Regions from separate parts of the Oryzias latipes genome. Here region 2 is linked to region 1. Evidence: chromatin contacts called from public Hi-C data. All regions are on one chromosome and are shown on one strand. The core of a region is the stretch at or near the end of the contact, and the rest is flanking DNA. Distances in the headings are between cores, read along the strand shown.

What was found. A called contact is a pair of places that touch in the nucleus more often than the background predicts.
Region 2: a Hi-C map of embryo shows a contact between it and region 1, with 2.9 times the contacts expected there. The contact joins two enhancer-like sites. A contact is called at or near these places in 2 of 5 Hi-C or Micro-C datasets (both in embryo).

The regions. Positions count from the first base shown.
Region 1 is chr9:15,627,271-15,631,658 of ASM223467v1, forward strand. No RefSeq gene overlaps it. Among protein-coding and RNA genes, the nearest start is that of nr2f1, 11 kb to the left of the region's middle. Within about 2 kb of position 2,596, at least 3 of the 8 cell types and tissues checked have an H3K27ac peak or open chromatin away from gene starts, as enhancers often do. A contact at or near this core is called in embryo, where this site is marked.
Region 2 is chr9:15,988,571-15,992,958 of ASM223467v1, forward strand. It overlaps mctp1 (multiple C2 and transmembrane domain-containing protein 1), which reads right to left. Exons shown (of 21, transcript XM_020706013.2): 11 at 4,309-4,388; 12 at 3,623-3,724; 13 at 3,084-3,158; 14 at 1,057-1,176. Among protein-coding and RNA genes, the nearest start is that of LOC111947903, 75 kb to the right of the region's middle. Within about 2 kb of position 2,496, at least 1 of the 8 cell types and tissues checked has an H3K27ac peak or open chromatin away from gene starts, as enhancers often do. A contact at or near this core is called in embryo, where this site is marked.

The sequences.
Region 1 (4,388 bases), core at 1,346-3,845:
GCAGAGGTGTGTGGGGTGTATTTTTTTTTTACTGACACATTTGGAAGAACATTGATGGGTCACACAATTTCTGTCCTATAACGTTTACACATCAACTTCATCCTTTTTGTCACAATTGTGTCCACAAAAGATAAAGTTATTTCTCTCAATGATCCAATTTGAATAACATAAACGCGATTTAGAACCAAACATGGATGTTGGGACTCGATGTTTATTAAGTTTGTCTGGTGGTCCCTTTTCTCATCACTAAACGTGTTACATCTTTGCCTGCTGACGCACAGTGTTAATGGGCAGAAGACAAGAGGCTCTGAAACGTCTTTTACCATGTTTGTTTTTATTGGATTCCGCATCGTTTTTTTTTTTCTCCTTTTTTTTCAAAAGTAGTAAATTATTAAGAGGTGAGTGGTTCTCGAGGAAAGACGTAAGCTGTGCTCCAGCATGTCCTCAGATGCTCTCACACAATCATGTCTTTCCCGCACATTTGTGGCTTCAAATCGACGAGTACGCAGCTGGTGCTTTTGCAGATTGGATTGTCGTTTCCTTGTTGTGGATGTGATGATTCTCTCGGAGCGTTAGGTCACGATACAGTTTCAAAATAACAACCTAATGGGCTTTTCCCCTTTCTAAATGTTGCTCCTGGCTGGATATAAGATGATCTGAACCGAGGAGGGTCGAACAAAAATAAATACATAAAGTGCTCATTCAACTGCAGATTTGCAAAATGAAGACAAAACAGAAGGTTTCTGTCTCCAAACAAACCATTACTTAATAAAAAATGTTTTTTTTTATCTAAAAGAAATCATAATCATCTTCTTTAAATTGGGATTTATATATTTTTTCTAATAGTGCGTGACTTCCCAACAGTTTTCGTGGCTTCGGACTAATGCTAGTTTATTCCATTCAGATTTCAGCTGCTTGTCTCCACATATGCTGAATCCCTCCAGAGTAACTATCCTTTATCTTCTAGCTGAGAGCGTTCTGTTATACAATTGTAACCCTGCAGGCTATATAAAGCAGTGGTTGAAAAACAAATGAAATGGTGCCATGTGTTCCTAATTAACGTTTCAGTCGAGGCAATACAAGCAAAACACACGAGGACTCTAAGAAAGTAAAAATGTGTTTTAAGCAGCAGACTAATTTCCTTCCTCCTCTCTTTGACAGCGTATGATGTAATATTTCAAACATCCCGATGATGTGCTTTAAATAACAGCAGTATTTTCTTTATTTTTCAATCTGCCGACAGCGTCAATTACCATTAATCACACAAAAGAAATAAGAGAAAATTGTCTACAAGGAGAAAAGTAAAGGCGCCGTCAGTTTGCCCCAGAAGCGCTGTGCGTAAGAGAGATGGATATGTGTGGTACACTGTAGGCTCCATTCGTGTCTCTGTAATATCGGAAACTCTTGTTACCAAAGTGTTGCTGCAAAATGAGTTAAAGAACCATTTACCTTTGTCTGCTTTCATTCATCAAACCACAAGTGGAGGGCTCCTAACACAGGGGGCTATTTGTTTGCTTTACACAAGCAGCTGGGTGCGATTTCACGTTTGGGATATCTGTCTGAAAGCGAAACATTTATTATCCTAAGTTGTCAGCGGGCCTATTTCACCAAAAAAAGAAAAGAAAAAAAACTCAATGCAAAGCGCCTGTGTTCTGCAGCAGCGGAAACGTCCTATTGGCGTCACACGTCACTACATTTCACTTATAGCTTCCCGGCTATGCCGGTCACATTGACAAATACTGTTGTTTGAGACAATAACTATTTCCAAATAGAGGCTGAGAGTATGAATGGGATCCCCTCTGAAGTGTGACATGGCTTATTTCTCATGTTGTCTTGCGCGTAAAAATGATGACAACGCGAGCAGGACAAGTGCTCTGCCGTGTTTGCTGCGAAGCTCATTCACGCAAGCTTGTAAAATGGCTTTGAACGCACGGCGAAGACTAATGTTATAAATTAAAGGCATTTATCGGAAATATCTGGTGTCTTTCAGCATCAGGTCTGAGTTTTTTGCGTTATTGGAAATATAAGCAGTTGATGTGGAGGCATATCGTGGGGTCTGTCCGCAGACCGCATCGGCAACCTTGAAGCCATGGATAAAATCCAGGCCTTCAGGGTAACAAATGAGCCCATAGCCGTGAATGTAACACAAGGGAAAGCCTCCCTGCTTACGCGCGCGCCCACGCGCCTTTGTGCACGCGCAGCCGCCACCACGATTGTGCGCAGAGTAATGGGATAATTTTTCATACGTTAGGAAGATATTTGCCTGCGTTTGTGCGCGGACACGTTCCTTGAAAGCCCGTGCGTAAAAAGCGCGTGTCTACGGTACGTCAGCGTGTTGGAGGGAGAGAAGAGAGGGAGAGATCCGCTGTGTAAGCGGATCTCTTTGTGTTGATTTAGGAAGACGTTTGCTGTATATAACGTCCAAGGCTGATAATATCATTGCCTGGCGAGATAAATAAAGCATTGGCCAAAACCATTGGGTCAGTTATCGATCCGCTTTTTCTCCCTGAGAGAACGAGAAGGCGGGGTGGCGGGAAGGAGGAGGGGGCTTAAAGACAGAGAGATGGAGAGAGAGAGGGAAAGAGACCTCACTCATTAGCATTCCACAGCCATGGACTAAACGCTGACAACTAACAGAGATATCCAGCTCTACACCACTGCATGCATTTTCCCCCCTTTGTCTTCTTCCCCCCTGGCCCTTCATTTCCAGCGGACAGATCTCTCGTCACAGCCAGCACATTTTATTTATGCCCTCTCCACTCCTTTCGCGAGAATGGACCCCTCGCAAAAGAAAGAAGGGAAAAAAGCTTATAGTAAGGCAGAAAGAAAGAGAAAAAAACCAGAGGGAGGGGGGTGAAGTTGTAAAAGCTGTGCAAAAGTGACAGCGCTAAGCACACTGGCTTTGCTTGAGAGAGATACAATTGTGTGTGACGTGACAAAATGGATGGAGACGTTGTAAAGTGCAACATTAACTTCTATTACTTAGGTATTCTAAGGGTAAGGAATCTGTTTGGAGTGCTCGTGAAAGAAAATAAAACTTCCATTCAGAAGTTTGCACTGACTTTATTACATTAAGAGAAAAAAACTTTTGCAAATGTTTGAACTTTTTACAAATCTAAGTAACATTTGTAGCTACTTAAAAAATGTCGTTTTTTTCAGTTGTGTGCATTTTTTAAACAAATAGATTAATATTTTGTAGGAGTTGAAATGCAATTTAAAGAAACGGTTTGACATGTTTTAGTGTTTTTTCAGACAACTCTATCTTAATACGCACTCAAGTCTGGCCCAACAATGACAGCTGTTCATCTGATAGTAACTTGGTGCTAAGTTTTCTCCCCTCCCACCCCGGGGCCCCCGGTCTCTGTCTTGCTTTGTTGTTTTAAAATATGCATGTCTCTCCGGAATGCCAGTCACGGGTCCAAACTTTGTGTGTCCCAACCACCCACATGATGAAATGATCCTTTTAAAGCGGGCTCAATATGTCTCAATCTGCACTCCTCTCCCCTCTCTAAAGCTTTTGGGTTCGGGACACAGCCCAGAAATGTATTAATTAAAGCGCTTCTTTACTGCGGACTTTTTAGCATCGCGGAGGAAAACGCGCAGTTGGAACAAGTCAAGCTCTGTCAACGACGGGTGGATGAAGATTCGTGGCAGGAAAAGATTTAAAAAAAGAAAAGTAAGGCTCATTTTGACGCTCTCTTTATCTCCCTGTGTGTCAGTTCTTCTCATTTTTTCCTCCCTGTCTTTCCTCTCAGTGTGAGTGTGTGTGTGGGTGTGTGTGTTTTACAAAGTGTTCGTGTGTGTTCTTCGGACTGAAACGGATAAAGCCAGGGGGAGTGAGTGAGAAAGAGAGAGGAAAGTGTGAAAGAAATGGGAGGAGGGAGATATACGTAAAAGAGAGGAGGACGGTGGACGTCTCTGCCTGCGCGCGTGTGCGCGCGCGTCTGCGTGGTGGTGTTCTGGCTTGCATGTGTGTATCAAGAAATGAATCGGGCATTGAACTTCAGCGTGTGACTTTTCTCGCGTGTCCAACAGCTGTTTGCATGTAGATGGAATAAACCGCAGCACCTACCAGGGAAGGGAAGACCGGAAATGTTTGCTTTTTAAAGATGAATCGGATGTAACAAGCAGCTCAGGAGGAACCTCTGGCTCTTTCTGTTAAGATTCCAGATGTTTATTTGCACCAAATGATTAGAAAAACTCGGTTCGTGCGCAGAAAGTTCTGTTGAGGAAATCCTGGAAAACCTGTTGCTTTTTCCAGCATCTCATCCCATCATAAATTACAAAAACAACATTATATATATTTAAAGAAAGAAAAATAGACAGACTGTGATAACTGTGTTCTTTTATTAAATGTGGACACCCCAACAGTCTAATTATGTCAACAT
Region 2 (4,388 bases), core at 1,246-3,745, 360 kb after region 1:
GCAGCGGTAAAAGGGCTGGGGCAGGGCCAGTCCACCTGTCCTGTAGCTACTTAAGTCGGGGACACTAAAACAGACAGGATTAAATGCCTGCTCTGTCATCTTTAGCGCAGAAACCTCAATGCTGCCACTCACTGCCCTGCAGGAGAAGGTCTTTTACTGATAGCTCAGTCGTCCAATTACACCTCACCTTTTAATACCAGACACAGATGACAGCAGAGAGCGAAAGGATGAGGCCAGTGGGTGGGGAAGGAGGGAAAGACTGTCATTTGTACTTTACAGCATAAGTGCACGGAAAAGCATCAACAGATTACAGCTGGACTGTCTCGTAGTCGGTTATCAAAGGGTCAATTATGTTCAAGTTTCAACACCCAGTTCGTACTCATTTTTAGCAAGGAAATGTCAACTTAAACTTTTGCCATAAGGTGCTTTTAAGACAATATGGGCAAAGTGGAAAAGAAAAACAAATCTGATTATGCTTTACATGTGTTGCAACAGCAAATTTAATAAGTCCATTTTGTTTTTACAAGTTGACACAGTTTCACCAATATTTGCATAGATTCCCCATTAATACAAGACTAATACAAAATATAAAAAATAAAATAAAAATACAATAAGAGTTTTATGATATAATAAAAAGTATAACATTATTTCAAACAAAAACTGATAACAAATTTTAAGAAAGCATAAAGATTGAAGTTCTCAATGATATACAGAAAAGGCAGCCTAATTTAAAGGCAAAGCATGAAGAAGATGAAAATGAAGAATCCACTAAATTAGATATTTTCAGACCTAAGTGCTCTCATACAAAGTGTGCGCATTTTTTAATGCCTCTGAGCAGCTAGTTACAAGATCCACTGGCTGGCACATTATTTTTACGATGTGAGTAATTATTTTCATACCCCGCCCCTTTTTACTGTGCTCGAAACATTAGAAGTATCTTGTGTTAAAAGTGTAAAATTAGCAGTGAAGGATCTCTACTTTATTAGCAGAAATGAAATGCGTTTGCGTGTGCTTGGGAAGCGTGTGTGCAGGTGAAAATGTGCAACGTCTACGCACCACAAAAGCACAGATGCTCCTCTGCGGAGAGTCCCATTCGAAGCAGCTGTTAATGTAGCAGCCTGTGTTGATCAGGAACATGATGCAGCGTCGGACCCGGTTGAAGTTGTGCAAAAGTAACTGTAGAAAGAAAACAATTGTTAATACTGAATAAGAGCTTAAAAATGCACCACAGCAATGAAAACTTCAGTATTTTACATTAGGAATGTTTTTATTGTCTAAACTCAAATCCTAAAACCTTGAGAGGCTACAGAACTACAATAATTATCTATGAGAGCTCTAAAAATGTTGGTTTATTAAACTGAAGCACATGCAAACAAAACAAAACCTGATAAAACTTTTTCTAATGCAGACATTTGTGATAATAGATCTGCAATAAATAGATATTTATTGGCATGAGCGTAATCTTGGGACTTTTTCTGTTACAATTAATACTTTTAGAAAGGATTTTAAATCTAGACATAAATATACAGGACTTTCAATGAGACCGTTGGTGATATAAGGACTTGTTTACATAAATGAAAGGGCTATATTTGGATGTGGATCAGTAGAAGACAACAGTTACCACAGCAAGCTGGCACTGCGTTCCCGCTAAGTTGCCTCTCCCAGTGATAAGGTTTACTACAATGATGATAGTCTCCTACAATGTCTATGGATTTTCCTCCCTGCATGTTCTCCAGGAATTTGGCCAGAGATGAGAGAAAACTGGCTAACTCCTGCCACCCCACTGGGCTGCCAACCATTTGCAGCATAAAAGCGGAGAACGCAAAGCACCCAATCAGGTCACCACCAGAAGGAAGGAAGAAAAATCCTCCTGAAACAAAACAAAAAGTCTATCTAGATAGCTGTTTAAATGGGAATAGTAATAAAAAAAATATCAATCTTTTACTTTACAGATGTTAAAAAGATAAGTTTTATGCATAGTGAGTCTAGTTTGTATTTTCTTGTCATTTGGCTAACAAGGTGAAAAAGAAAACGTCTTTAACTTCACGCAGACTAATTATGCATTTCACTTTGACTCTCATGTTGCCTTTCTGAAACACAAACCCTGGGCACAGTAAAAGTGCAAATCATCCATTGTTTGCATTCCTCATGATCTTCATGTATACGTTCTTCCATTCGTTGCTTATTATTGCCTAGATACGCACCTTATATTTCTCAAATTATGTCATATCAAAGGCTTTAACTTAGAAGACACTTAGAAAAGTGGTGAAGTAATTTATTGAGTCAGATGTCCTAATTGCAGTTTAACGCTTGAATTTGACAGACAGCACATGCTTTCTCTCTTTTGTTTTTTTTTTTTTTGCTTTTTCTTTCAGAGTGAGACGGCACACCAAAAAGCGCACCATCGGGGGAGCTGCTACCACACAAAGAAGCCCTCATGGGGCAATCCCTCCAAAGCAGCCAGTGACATCATCATTGCGAGACGCTGACATGGGTCATCTCTGTGAGTCAGGGGTGAGACGGAAGAAAAAAAGGAGAGAGGCGCAGAGCGGGATGAGGTAGAGAGCTGCAGTGGAGGCAGGGACAGCGGGGACAGAAGGGTGGATGGAGGGATGACAAAAGGGTGGTATGGGAGCTGCCGTGTGTGTGCCGAGCTGTGTTGGGCAGGGCTGTGCTCGGCTGCGCATGGCGTAACATTGACTGCTGAGCCCGAACGGCCACTCATATGACACGTCTGATGCGGGCCAGCCCCTACCATTCATCCTTTTGTGGTGCCGCCACACTGAGCAGCGTGACAATGAAGTGCAAAGCAGCAGTGGCAAAGAGGGCCAACTATGAGGATGGCCAATCTACTTATGCACCCCAGAGCTGACAGCTTGACATTTCTATTCACCACTCAGAGTGGATGCGAGGGGAAAGAGATGAGAGAAGGGGTAGTGGAGGGATGAAAAATAGCAACAATGTGCTGTTTTTCCTTCAATCATTCCGTCGCATTTTGCCTTCAGGACTGTCGTGCTTTACAAGGTGCCATTCGCTGGTTTTATTTCAGACAGTTGAACAGAAGAAGGCGACTGCTGATCTACCTGTTTGGACACTCTTTGCTCTTCTTCAATATACTTTTGCTCTGGAGGAGTCAGCGTGTTGAGACCAGCCTTCACCTGGATCGTGGAGTAAACAGACACAGCAGTGTAAAGATCAGCATACTGGCTTGTGAGAAACAATGCTTTTATTTAGAAGGAATTTTTTTAAAAATTGGGAGGCGGGATAACATAGCAGCACATGCATGGATCAAGCCATGTCAGGGGCTAGAGAGAGCAGGAGGCAGAGCTTCAAGATGGCCGCTGTAGGACACACACAGCGATGAGGAATGGGCAAACAAAGGCTGCTGAGAGGGAGCTTTCGATAATTAAAGCCAAAATGAGGACGTGGGACAGGGGACGAAGGATGAGATGGGAGTAGAGGAGGGGGGAGAAAAAACAGAATAAAGACAACAGTGGTTAAAAAAAAGGGGGGGGGGAGCTGGGCATAACAAGAGAGGATGCGAATGAGAGGATAATAAGGGGGGGCTATTAAGAAAAATCAGGGAGGGGACTCGGGGAAAAAAAAAAAAAAAGAGACTTACAGCATTAAAAATCACGTCTATTTCGAGAAAGATGACCCCTTTTGTTGGCCCTGTCAGCTCCTTGCTTTTCAAGGCATAGGCTTTGCGTTCTCCATTTTGGATCTGTGGGAGAGGGACATGACAGGCGTCTGTCTGGCAATACCCGGCTGAATCGGCTCCTCGGGCCACCTTTGAACCCCAGCTGCTGGCGCTGACAGGGAACCCAAAACAACTGTGGCAACTCTGACAAGTACCTGTTCATTACCCACTGCAGCTCTGTTCTGTCAAATAGAAATTAACTATCCTGGGGAATCATACAGTACAGCAGAGCAAAGATATATGAGCTACGCAGTTCTTTCACAGGCAATCTATATTTTTACCAAATATGAGAGACACTTTTCTTTTTTCCAAATCGGATTTTTCATCTCTCCATCAGCGTCATTTTCATCTCATCTCCCCCCCACTTACTTTCCATCTTCTCAGCTATCAATCTTTTTTTTTCTTTTGACTTTTTTCTTATCATTTCTGTCAATGGTGTCTCTTTGAGGAAACAACAACAGTCATCGGTGCAGGTTATAAAAATAACAGCAGCTTTTTTTTTGGTCCTCATCTGATTTCATTCTTTCCGTTGCTTTGCTGCGCAATCTCTCCATTCCCCCTGAGGCTAAAAAAGAAATGAAACGCACAGAAATCTGCCTTTGACTCACATTTAGTAGAGGAATAGCCACTTTTCCCAGGAAGTCCGCACTCCGGTCTCTGTCCTCATCGTAAACAGTGACCTCAAGGA